4 separate regions of the Sus scrofa genome follow, and regions 2, 3 and 4 are each linked to region 1. A link is a contact called in public Hi-C and promoter capture Hi-C data. All regions are on one chromosome and are shown on one strand. The core of a region is the stretch at or near the end of the contact, and the rest is flanking DNA. Distances in the headings are between cores, read along the strand shown. Region 1 holds the start of MBNL2 (muscleblind-like protein 2). Region 2 has its middle 77 kb from the start of OXGR1. Region 3 overlaps MBNL2 (muscleblind-like protein 2). Region 4 overlaps MBNL2 (muscleblind-like protein 2).

The links. Promoter capture Hi-C pulls out the DNA fragments that hold promoters and counts their contacts. Hi-C and Micro-C count contacts between places; a contact is called where the count stands out from the background.
Region 2: a contact with region 1 is called in a promoter capture Hi-C map of liver, with 5 times the contacts expected there. The contact joins the enhancer-like site here to the promoter of MBNL2 in region 1. A contact is called at or near these places in 3 of 5 promoter capture datasets (fetal skeletal muscle and liver), 21 of 47 Hi-C or Micro-C datasets (adipocytes, alveolar macrophages, brain and 13 more) and 1 of 2 datasets of contacts at active chromatin or transcription factors (skeletal muscle).
Region 3: a contact with region 1 is called in a Hi-C map of skeletal muscle, with 5 times the contacts expected there. The contact joins the enhancer-like site here to the promoter of MBNL2 in region 1. A contact is called at or near these places in 1 of 5 promoter capture datasets (liver), 7 of 47 Hi-C or Micro-C datasets (embryonic fibroblasts, fetal skeletal muscle, liver and 2 more) and 1 of 2 datasets of contacts at active chromatin or transcription factors (skeletal muscle).
Region 4: a contact with region 1 is called in a Hi-C map of embryonic fibroblasts, with 4 times the contacts expected there. The contact joins the enhancer-like site here to the promoter of MBNL2 in region 1. A contact is called at or near these places in 4 of 5 promoter capture datasets (fetal liver, liver and skeletal muscle), 22 of 47 Hi-C or Micro-C datasets (adipose tissue, alveolar macrophages, brain and 12 more) and 2 of 2 datasets of contacts at active chromatin or transcription factors (alveolar macrophages and skeletal muscle).

What each region holds. Positions count from the first base shown.
Region 1 is chr11:66,480,573-66,483,272 of Sscrofa11.1, reverse strand. MBNL2 (muscleblind-like protein 2) reads right to left here and starts at 1,350. Exons shown (of 10, transcript XM_021065800.1): 1 at 382-1,350.
Region 2 is chr11:66,371,234-66,373,933 of Sscrofa11.1, reverse strand. No RefSeq gene overlaps it. Among named protein-coding and RNA genes, the nearest start is that of OXGR1, 77 kb to the right of the region's middle. Within about 2 kb of position 1,408, at least 15 of the 83 cell types and tissues checked have an H3K27ac peak or open chromatin away from gene starts, as enhancers often do. A contact at or near this core is called in fetal liver, liver and retroperitoneal adipose tissue, where this site is marked.
Region 3 is chr11:66,563,340-66,566,039 of Sscrofa11.1, reverse strand. All of the region lies in intron 2 of MBNL2 (muscleblind-like protein 2), which reads right to left. Among named protein-coding and RNA genes, the nearest start is that of MBNL2, 83 kb to the right of the region's middle. Within about 2 kb of position 1,404, at least 17 of the 83 cell types and tissues checked have an H3K27ac peak or open chromatin away from gene starts, as enhancers often do. A contact at or near this core is called in embryonic fibroblasts, liver and skeletal muscle, where this site is marked.
Region 4 is chr11:66,594,153-66,596,852 of Sscrofa11.1, reverse strand. It overlaps MBNL2 (muscleblind-like protein 2), which reads right to left. Exons shown (of 10, transcript XM_021065800.1): 4 at 1,762-1,962. Among named protein-coding and RNA genes, the nearest start is that of RAP2A, 84 kb to the left of the region's middle. Within about 2 kb of position 1,327, at least 17 of the 83 cell types and tissues checked have an H3K27ac peak or open chromatin away from gene starts, as enhancers often do. A contact at or near this core is called in adipose tissue, embryonic fibroblasts, fetal liver and 1 more, where this site is marked.

The DNA of each region.
Region 1 (2,700 bases), core at 101-2,600:
TTATGCCCGAGCTAACTATGGCAGTCAGAAAATTTTCTAGAACCAGAAAATAAGAACGCTCGCCAGAATTCAAATGCTTTTTGTTGAATAATCAATGGATCTATTCTTTGAAGAAAAAACTCGTTTTCTGCCTCACCCCAAACAGGCGGCACAGATTCACGCTTTGCCATTCCTTTTTCTCAAATCAAAATGTTACGTAAAACTCCAGGGTCCCCCCGCAAGTATTACATTTGAATTAGTGGAATCCGGTTTCCCCGGCTTCCCTAAGCAACACACACGGAATGCAGCATACTGCAGCAAACTCTTTAAACATTCAGGGGGAAAAAAAAAAAAAAAAAAAAACAGAAGAAGAAGAAGGGGGTGGGGGGGTGATTCCCTTACCTTGTTTAGCTCTGCCTCTCCTTTCCCTTTACAGTGACCCCAGGAACATCTGGCAGAATCAGTCGGCCGAGGCTTCTCCGCTGCATCATGAGGAAGAAATTTCCATGTAAATAGTTCTCATTCCCTGTGTATTGTACTCTGAGACCCGTCTGCCGTATCTGGAAAATTTTGCCTTCAGATGATGAAGCAAAGACAGTCTAAACTCTGTTGCTGTAAGCTGCAGCCCTTCCTTCCGACAAACCCCGCCCCGCCGTGGGCAGCCAATCCCCAGCCAGCTCGTCAGCCCTACTCGTCTGAAACTGGCCCTCATAGGATGACTGACACAGCAACACAGCACTTGCAGTGTGTGAAAACAGTGCATCCATACTGATGAAAGAGGAATTTCCCTCTCAGAAGAAAGCAGTCAGGGCACCAAGACAAAGTGGCACATAATTGGCAGAGCAGAGAGAGGGGCAGCTCCAGAGAACAGCCTTGAAGACAGCCAGGGCTTGCGGCTGCCCTGGAAATACTTTGGGAAAGGCAGAACTCCGCAGGATCCAAAGAAATCCGGGTTGTGCTGGAAACTGAAGTCATTATCCCATTGGACAAAGCATATATTTTTTTCCGAAAGGAGAAACAATTCGGTGCCTGCCGTGGAAATCCATACACCTTCCGTTAGTGAGGAAGAACGCGTTGGCCCAAGTGCCTATTCGAAGTCAAAACATGCCCTTATCCGTTGCACAGTTTTCCTCTAGGACATCTGTTACTGCAGCCCGTATATCTTTCGTCCAAGTTTTCAGACTCCCGGGGCCTTCAATTAGGGAATTCTGAACAATAAAATGGATATCGATACTTGAGCCTTTTGTGCTCTTGGCAGGCTTCTCTGAGAGGATAAGGTGTGCCTTAACCTGACCCTAAGATTCTTAGGTACCACTTGAGAAATACTGTGCACTGGTCCACATTGTCCTTAAGGAAGCGACGATTACGGCAAGATGTTTACTGCTGAGCACGCATGACACGTGATCCAAGGGGCGCCATCAGGTGTGGCTCCACAAAGGATGCTTTGAAGGTGCTGAAGTTCCCTGAGATACAGCAGGAGCACAGAAATGCAAAGGTTACTAAGGGTTATTTATTTTTTCCCAGTCAACTGTACTCTATTTTGAAAAAAAAAAATGGCATTTAGAAAACACAAAACACATATGCTTTCCTTCCACTAAACACAACATTTTGAATTTAAAAAATTATCTCATGGTACCTGGCTAGACCAAGGCACGAACAAAGCCCTGAAAGGTTGAACCCACACCCTATTGTTTATAAGCAACTGTCCAGTGCACCTGTAATGAAGTAACCGTTGGTGTGGGATTCATGATTTCCTTTGATTTTGCCAATTGCTATTTATTTATATTATAGTTGATTTACAGTGTTGTGTTAGTTTCAGTGAAAGCAAAAGGATTCAGTTATACATATATATATCCATCTATACTTTTTCAGATTTTTTGCCTTATAGGTTATTATGTAACATTGAGTATAGTTCCCTGCCAAATTGCATTTTTTTTTCTTCTTCTTCTTCTTTTTTTTTTTTTTTTTTGGCTTCTTAGGGCCACACCTGCAGCATATGCAGGTTCCCAGGCTAGGGTCGAATAGGAGCTACAGCTGCTGGCCTGCACCATAGCCACAGCAACACAGGATCTGAGCTGCGTCTGCGACCTACACCACAGCTCACGACAACGCCAGATCCTCAACCCACTGAGCAAGGCCAGGGATCGAACCCGCAACCTCATGGTTCCTAGTCGGATTCGTTAACCACTGCACCACGACAGGAACTCCACAAATGCATTTTAAAATCACAATGTTTCATATGATTTGGAGGGTATTTCTCCAATAGAATACCATACTTCATTCCTCCCAAATCTTATAATGCTCTTTTCATCCCAATGTAAATCCATCACATGTATAACTGGCAGGCTTTCATCTACCATAATTTTTCTGGAAATTTAAACGATCTCCATGCTGGAACTGGTAAAAATTATTTTTAAATATTCTTTCTATTACCCTGCATGTAAGTAGGATATCACAGGTTTATGAATATCCTCTTCCTGATCCCCCCTCTGATGCTGACTTTGAAACTACCTTTCCCTTAAATTTCAGTCCTGAAATTTTAGTCTTCTTTGACTCATTTTTCTATTTTCATTCAGTGAAACTAGATCTGGTTGAATATTTTTTCCTTCTAGCTAGTTACAACTCTGACCTATTGCCCAGCTAATACAAATGCTAATAAGCTACCTTCTGGGACTCAAGCCTCCCCACGCTCAAGCTCCCCTGTTGCTAGACAGGTTTTCC
Region 2 (2,700 bases), core at 159-2,658, 110 kb after region 1:
GGTTAAGCCAAAGGGTCCAGGTGATTTGTGAGACTGCTAACCAACCAGATGCCACCTAGGACCAGGTCTAAAGATCCCAGAGGTTGAAGGGTGTGGACTTGGCGGGGTGGGACCCGTCTTCCTCAGGACACAATCAACACGGAAGGAGTCAGCTTCGGGATTCTAGTCTTAATTTTGCCATTGCCCCCCCCCCCCATCTAGCTTTTCATCACCTCAGCCCCCAAACGGAGTTCCTTAGAGCCCCCAACACAGTTCCTTGCGTCTATTCCTACTGCCCATCAATCCATGCTGAGCTCTCCTCCCCACGCACTCCCTCTTAGACACTGCAAGTGGTGACAAGTTACAATGGACACCTGTGCAGTATTTTCCAATATACAAATCATTTGCAAATGCATGATCTCATTCATAGAAAAACAGCTTTAGTTGTTTAGACAGCAACACCCCCATTTCACAGATAACAAGAATCAGAGAGAAGTGGTTTAGCTGGGCTCCTCCGGTGTCAATTCAGCCGGGTAACTAGTAGGAAGCGAGTAAGGTTTGGGATAAGGGCCAACTCCAAATCCTCTGCTCTTCAAGGATCTGGGAAACTTCTCCTGCGGCTTTCATTAATTAAACCTAAACCTACCTTTGAGAGCAAAACAAAACAAATATGCTCTCTTTTTCAAATATTGGCCCTTCAAATATTTGAAGGCAGCTACTGGCTGGCCTCCAGGGCCTTGCTTCTCACACTGCAAAGTGCACAGATTTCACCCGAGGGCGCTTCCAAAGCTTCAGGTTCTGATCCAGCAGATCTGGGGTGGGGCCTGAGAGTTGACTTCCAGACAAGCCCCACCTCCTTCCAAATCAGCTGCTCAGAGCAGGAAAAAAAAAAAACAAAAAACAACTGTACAAAATTAAGGAAAAGACTTTCTATATTCTTGCTTCTCTGCATTTATAAAAGCACCTAGCTTACTTCAAGTCCTTAAGAAATGACGACTACGTTTGGACAAAAGGGAGGCAGACACAGTCAAGTGTCCCCCTTCCCTTCATCCCGGCTGTATTCCTTGGTTTAGAGGAGTCTTTGCCTCTTACACGCTACTAAACTTAGCCGAATTACACAATTTTCGTCTCTAAATCAGCAATAACTATGACTGTGACTATTAGGTGCCCTGCATGGGGCCTGATGCCCGGGAGGAAGATGTCTAATAAAAGTAGGGATTACCCCTCAAACAAAACTGAACCAAAGAAAGCAGAAACTTAAAAAAAAAAATTGCCAAAACACTGTGTCCTCACGGGAGTGAGACAGGAAAAATGCTCCCCTGAAAAGAGCACGCTGCAAAGAGAGTTCCCTTGGCCTCTAGCAAAGGGGAACATCGCTGCCAGCGCGCGCAAAGCAGGGCTGCGGGGGAGCCCGGCTGTGCTCTGCTGCCCCCTGCTGGGCGGAGCGCCCGCCTGCGCCGGAGCGTCTGGAAGCCACGCCACCGCTCCCAAGGGGACCAGTATCCTCAGCCAGCCGGTTATGCAACACCAGACTGCAACCAGAGTAGGTCTGAGAAAAGGAAATCACGGGCCTCTCGGCGCTTCGGTTAAATCAAAACGATAAGAGGGGGAGGGGGATAAGAAAATAACAAGTGCCTTCCCAAACTAGAAAGACACCTGCCACCACCGAGCAATGTACTTGAACGTGCAGGAACCCTAAGAAGCAGGGCGGCGGGGAGGGGATCACTCCTGTTTTGTGGATGCGGGACCTGAGGCTCAGGGGAGACTGAGGACGTTACTGAAGGGAGGAGAGGGAGAGACCCAGCCAGCTTCGGAGTAAGGGCTCTACTCCTGCCCCTGGGCCTTTGATTCCTCAGCCACGGGGCTGGACCGCACAGTCGCGTTGAGTCCTGGCGCTTTTTATTTTCCAAAGGAGGGGTTTACTGAGGTGAACTTTGAGTTCCCTCTCGGCTCTCTGAGTACAAGCCTTTGTTACTATTTGCTCTTGTTACAGAAATAGACTGCGGGGATCTTCTCCCCCAGGACGGCGTGGGGCAGGGGGCGTTGGGGAGGGCACTCATTTCTCAACAACAGAGCTGCCAGGGACAGCTTCCGCCTCCACCCTGTAGCCCTCAGCATTCAAACCCCTAGACAAACTTTCCAGGGTTACCTAGCTTCCATCTTCCTCCCAATTATGTCAAAGGCTTAGAGCTGTGTGCTGGAAACAAGACTTCAAGTTTTAAAAAGCTGACTGCTGGTGACATTTATCAGAGTGAGCCTTGCCTACCCAAGACACAAAGTCCGTGTTGCTGGGGAAGGAATCGGACAAACTGAGCAGGTTTATCCCAAGCCCATCAGCGTCCAGGAAACACAAACATTTTTATACTCTCTGGAGTGAGTCCCTGAGGTCCCACTTCATGAACTGGTGGGGTCTTCATTTTATTGTTCTTAAGTTTCCTTTCTTCCTTCCTCCCTACCTCCCTCTTTCTTTTCTCTCTCTCTTTTTTTTTTTTTCACAGCGGCACCTGTGGCATATGGACGTTCCTGGCTTAGGGGTTGAATCAGACCTGCAGCTATAGGCCTATGCCACAGCCACAGCCACACCATATCCAAACCACATCTGCAACCTACACCACAATGCTGGAACCCACCGGCCAAAGTTAGGGATTGAACCCGCATCCTCGAGAGATAACACTGGGTCCTCAAACTACAATCACAATGGGAACTCCAGGATCTTAAAAT
Region 3 (2,700 bases), core at 155-2,654, 83 kb before region 1:
CCATAAGGCCAAGGCCAGGGTGTTGGCATGAATGAATACCGTCCCCCTCCACCTCCCAGGCCCATCTCAGATGTCTTTTTCTCACCGAGCCTTCCTATCCTCCCACAGGGCTTTGCTTTCCTATCTTGCTGGCAGGTAAGGTTTACAGTCGTGGTATCACAGTCCCCTGTGTATCACTCCTGCGAGCCTGGAGCCCTCTTGAGGGTAGGGATTTATCCATCCTTGCATTCCTCCCAGTGCCTGTTCTTTCCAACTTCCCCCAGAGTGGTTGCTGGTATGTTTTATGAGCACATAGACCATAAAAGACATATGAAGTCTGTGACAGAGAGCAGCAGTCGTGTGTCAGGGTCATCTCAGCAGCTTTGCCCCAACAGTTTGCAGATTCAGTGTGATGTATGTTAATAGACAGTGGAATAAACAAAATAAGGGCTGGATGTAAAATTTAAGATGTGTTCGTTAGTACGTGGGCATGGCCAGGGTTCAACGGGAGATGATTTGTACTAGGAAATTCCCTTTGTCCTCATCATTCCCCCTCCCAACAGAAAATTCCATGAAGTTCATTTCTAAAGAAAAGTAAATATCCAGATGGCCAGAGGGATGACCTTTCTCTAACGGAAGGGATGGATCGGTTCACCAGCCAAATGTTTGAAATTCTTCCGCCAGCATGCCTGATGGAGAGAGATGTGTTAATTACCCTTATGTGACAGCTGGTGGGAATTCCTTGACAACTCCGAGAGGAGTATTGATCCGGAATCACTGTCACTGACTGGACTGCGGTGATACAAAGTGAAGGCCCCCGCAACCTTTTCTGAATGGTGAACGTGCAGGTTCTCTGTGAAGTGGGGCCACCAGACATTAGGGCAGCTGGCCAATGCTCATCAGGCAACAAAACACCAGAGTAGCTCTTCAAAGGACATCCAAAATGAGTGGCACAGGCAAAATCCCAAAGACATAATCCCCTTTATCATAATAGCTCTATGGCTCAGAATGGGCTGTTATCGACAAGAAAGACCCATCTAGAAAGGGAAGGCAAGGGTTTCCTTTACCCCCTACAGCTGCGAGTCGGCAGCATCCACACCATCAACTGTTATTTAAGGGAACTGAGTGCACAGCTCTTGACTCAGCACTGTGGATGTTTTGAAGAGGAAGCAGAAATATGATCCTTGCCCTAAAGGAGTCATCGTCTTGGCCTTGTGTGGAGCATAATTTAATTCTCTAAAGTCTTTAACAGATCCAAGATTTTGTGAGCCTATGATCAAGAAAGAATGATTCTATCTTTAAACAGCAACAATGTCATGAATATTCTTTTGTCTAAAAGGCAATTCATACTCCCTAATATAATTTACCATATTGCTTCTACATCACATTGTTCAGTTTTTATACCACAAGTCTGCACAAGAGGGCTTTTGGATTTATTTCCCCTTTCCTGTTGCCGACTCAGTATTTTTTTTTTAACCTGGAGTCATGTGAAATATGGGGTTGCTTGACTTCTCTGAAATCTGATAAGATGGCACGCCGGCTTCCAAAGGAACCACTTTGTTGTTCATTCATACATTCCTGGAAAAACTATCTGATTTTGGTTTAGTCTAGGGGAAATACATTCAAGTTTTTTTTTCCCCCTAAAATGTGCAGAAGGAAAATAGACATCTCTTTTAAGCAACTGGAATCAATTTAGGGTTTTGGCACACACAGTGGAAAAATCAATGGAAGTTAAAAGTTGAAAGGCAAAGTTTGCCTCTACAAGTGTCACGAAACTTGTGCCCACCAAGAAAAATAACAGAAGGATCTTTGGCAACCAACTTGGATGGTAGACTGAATAATCAACCAACCTAGTTTTACAGAAGATAATTATATGCTGGATGATGGGAGGTGGGACCCATATGATTTAGGCTTCCTTTCTATCCCTCAAAAGAGATTTCATTAGGGAGAGAACAGGAGAATGCACAGAAAAATACATGAATAAGACGTTATTTATTATTTGTTTTTCTTTTTTAGGGCTGCACCTGCTGTTTAGGGAAGTTCCCAGGCTAGGGGTTGAATCGGAGCTGCAGCTGCCAACCTGCGTCACAGCCACAGCAACACCAGATCTGAGCCACATCTACGACCTATGCCTCAGCTTACTGCAATGCCGGATCCTTAACCCACTGAGTCAGGCCAGGGATCGAACCCACCTCCTCATGGATACTAATCTGGTTCTTAACCCGCTGAACTACAAAGGGAACTCCAGATGTTACGTTGATAACAAGAATCAAGCATCGAAAGGACAGGCATGCCAGAAGACCGCATGAACATTGAGGATCTAACCAAGCTGAGACTCCCTACAAACTCCAGAAATCCTGGTAAGAACCCATCCAAATACGCTTCCCAGCTAGACAAGAACTTAAAGTCCTTGAGCCTTGTTCTTGTTGCTTGGAAACTGAGCCCCAGGAGACCAATGTCCAAAGGCTCTCAATGTCCAGTGCTCTCAACTTCCATGCATGTGGCTCAGATCTGGTGTTGCTGTGGTTGTGGCGTAGGTTGGCAGTTGCAGCTGGCCAACAAACACATGAAAAAATGCTCAACAGCCCTGATTATTAGAGAAATGCACATCAAAACTACCATGAGGAACCACCTCACACCAGTCAGAATGGCCATCATTCATAAGTCCACAAATAAGAAATGCTGGAGGGGGTGTGGAGAAAAGGGAACCCTCCTGCACTG
Region 4 (2,700 bases), core at 78-2,577, 110 kb before region 1:
ATTTTTCTTTGGAATTTACCGGGTATTCTTAATCTTGCGCTTAATATTGATAACATGAACGACACAAATAACAAACACATAATACATATATTTATAAATATCATTGTCAGGGAAGAACTGCTAGTAAAATTGTAAGTGATGTTCTTCCCAGGCTCCACCCCCAAAGTCGATGTGCTTAACGTGGTGGTTCATATCTTGATCCTTTGCGACATCATAGGAAGGGTCACTGACATGACTCAAGCCTTGTGAGAGTCAAACGTACTCGGGAAATAGAGTTTCACTGACCAGGGGCCAAGCGAGTTTAAAGGATCAATCACAAAATTATTCATTGCTTCCTTCTAACTTTGGAGCGTTATCCCACATTCCATCTTTAGCTCATGAAATGTACAAAATAAAAGTTACTAAGATGTTCCCACAGATTCTGAGCAAGCCTCCCCCTATGCGTGGAGTGACTTCAGGCTGAGACTGCATGAGCGTAGACCAGCTCTCAGTCATTCACCTGGGGCTCTGTGTGCAGCCAGCTTCATTCCTGGTTTGAATGAATAGCAAGCTGCTTTGCTAAAGTCCTTGTGAATCATTTTTACATATGTCATTGTCTACCAGTCCTGCTGGGAAGGACAACTTGTTCCCAACTCTGCGGATTTAATTTGCTTTCTAAACGACGCAGTCACGTACTGAACATGAAAGCTTTATGGGTCCACCAGGTGGAGCTCCAAACTCTTTTCCAGCCCCATGAGAGGGCTCCGTATTCACGGAGATGGGCTTGATCAAAACAGTAGAAATGGGAGTTGATAGTCTTTTCGTTGTGGGATCCATATACTCCAGATTGAACCTAACATTGAGCAACGGTTTTATGGTTTTCAAGATTTACTGGGTAAATATTTAAACGAATGCACATTGAACGAACATTCTAGAATGATCTAACATAAAGCAGTGGCATACATATATACCACCTAACAACTGGAATCAAGCTCTTTGAAAAATCTATCAGGCTCTTTAGACACCCATATGAAACACTCTATTAAATATCATCAGATACAGTAGTTAAGATAAATGGATGACTCCCCTGATTAAAGAGAAATCTTACCCAGTATAGTATAGGTGAGTTGGTCTGACACATGGCTTAAGAATTATGTTTTACAAATATGTGAATTTGTTTCCCTGACTCTTGTAAAAATACTTGAATTTAAGTTAAAGTACCTCAAATCAATAAGGAAAAATTCCCAGCCTCCAGCTCCCCTTGCTCACCTGCATACAACCTGGGCTGACAAACCAGAACACGACTAGGTCTCAACCTTCTGCAATAGGACCACAGCACTGGGTCAGTAGTCACAGACCTGCTTCCTCCCACCCCATCTCTGGGCGTCTCCCTGGCCCTGGCTGCCGGCCTACGAACCTGCTGTTCCCAGACCTTTCGGATCCAGCAAAGGTGAATGTCTGGCACAGCTGGAGGCCTTCGGGCGCCACTCCACGCCCGCGTTGTGACTGATTCAGTGTTCCATGTGTTGTTACACATTTTGCCCCTCAACACACAGTCCACACAACAGATTTGTGTTTGTATTAAATGAATTCTTTTCCCTTTTCAGGCTACTTTATACTTGGCCTTACAGTCAAAGGACAGAATTAGGAATGCATGATTCATTTGCGGTGGATGTGTGTGGATGGCTGTTTCCTAAGACTGAATATCTTGCAAACATTCTCTCACAAAGAACTATACTTCGACCGCAAAGACATCTCAGAGCACAAAAATAATTGAAGTACCTCCAGTTTGTCAGTCCTGAGAAGTTTCTGAGTTGCAGTTGAGCCCGGGACAGTGACAGGTGGACTTCCGGGAACAATGACAGGTGTGGTGGGTAGAATTTCCGTTGGGACTAACCCAACTCCAGGGGTTACAGGTGCTAAGTAAGGAGCAAAGCTAATCGCCGTATTTGTCCCTATTGCGGGACCTACAGGAAAAGTGGGCTGTTAAAGGAAAATAACACAGGACAAAGATTTCTTAGAATAAAACTTTAAAAAGTCACCCGCAAGCGTCATTTGAGCAAAACTTATTCTTTCCATGCAAGACTCTTTGTGCTAGTTGCATAAATCAGTGCTGAACTTTGAAAACTCACTGAACTTCTCTGTTTTTGTTTAGTAAAAATGAAATCTGTGGAGATCCTCTCTTCCCCAAATCATACAAACACCTGCAAAACATCCTAGAAACCTAACTAGAAGGGCCAGGTTAAATGTTTATTCCTGTGAACGTGTTCTCAGAAAAGAAAATAATTTCACTCTAACTACTCATTCCAAACTACTGAATGTTTTAACACGAAGGTGGTAATAAGACTTATGGAATGCTGGCTCATGACCTTTGATTTCTCCTACGTGTCTTTCAAAGGGAGAGGCAGAAAGAAAAACCTTGCTTATCACTGGTGTTTCGGCTGACCAAGCTTATACATTCTCAAAAAGTGGGGACTGCTTGGTATTTTGTTTCGCTCCGACTTACCAGTATATTTCTATGTTCCATCACTAGCATGTACAATCCCAAAATGCACAGGCAGTTTTCATTTAGACCAGCTAGTTCTTGCTCTAGTTTAACTATGTCTAGATCTAATCTTTCTTTCCTGAAAGGTTGGATGGAAAAGTCTGAACTTTTCAATGGGCCATTAAAAGTTGGTTTGGTTTCCTACGTCACAAAATCAATGCAGCAGTGACAAAGGC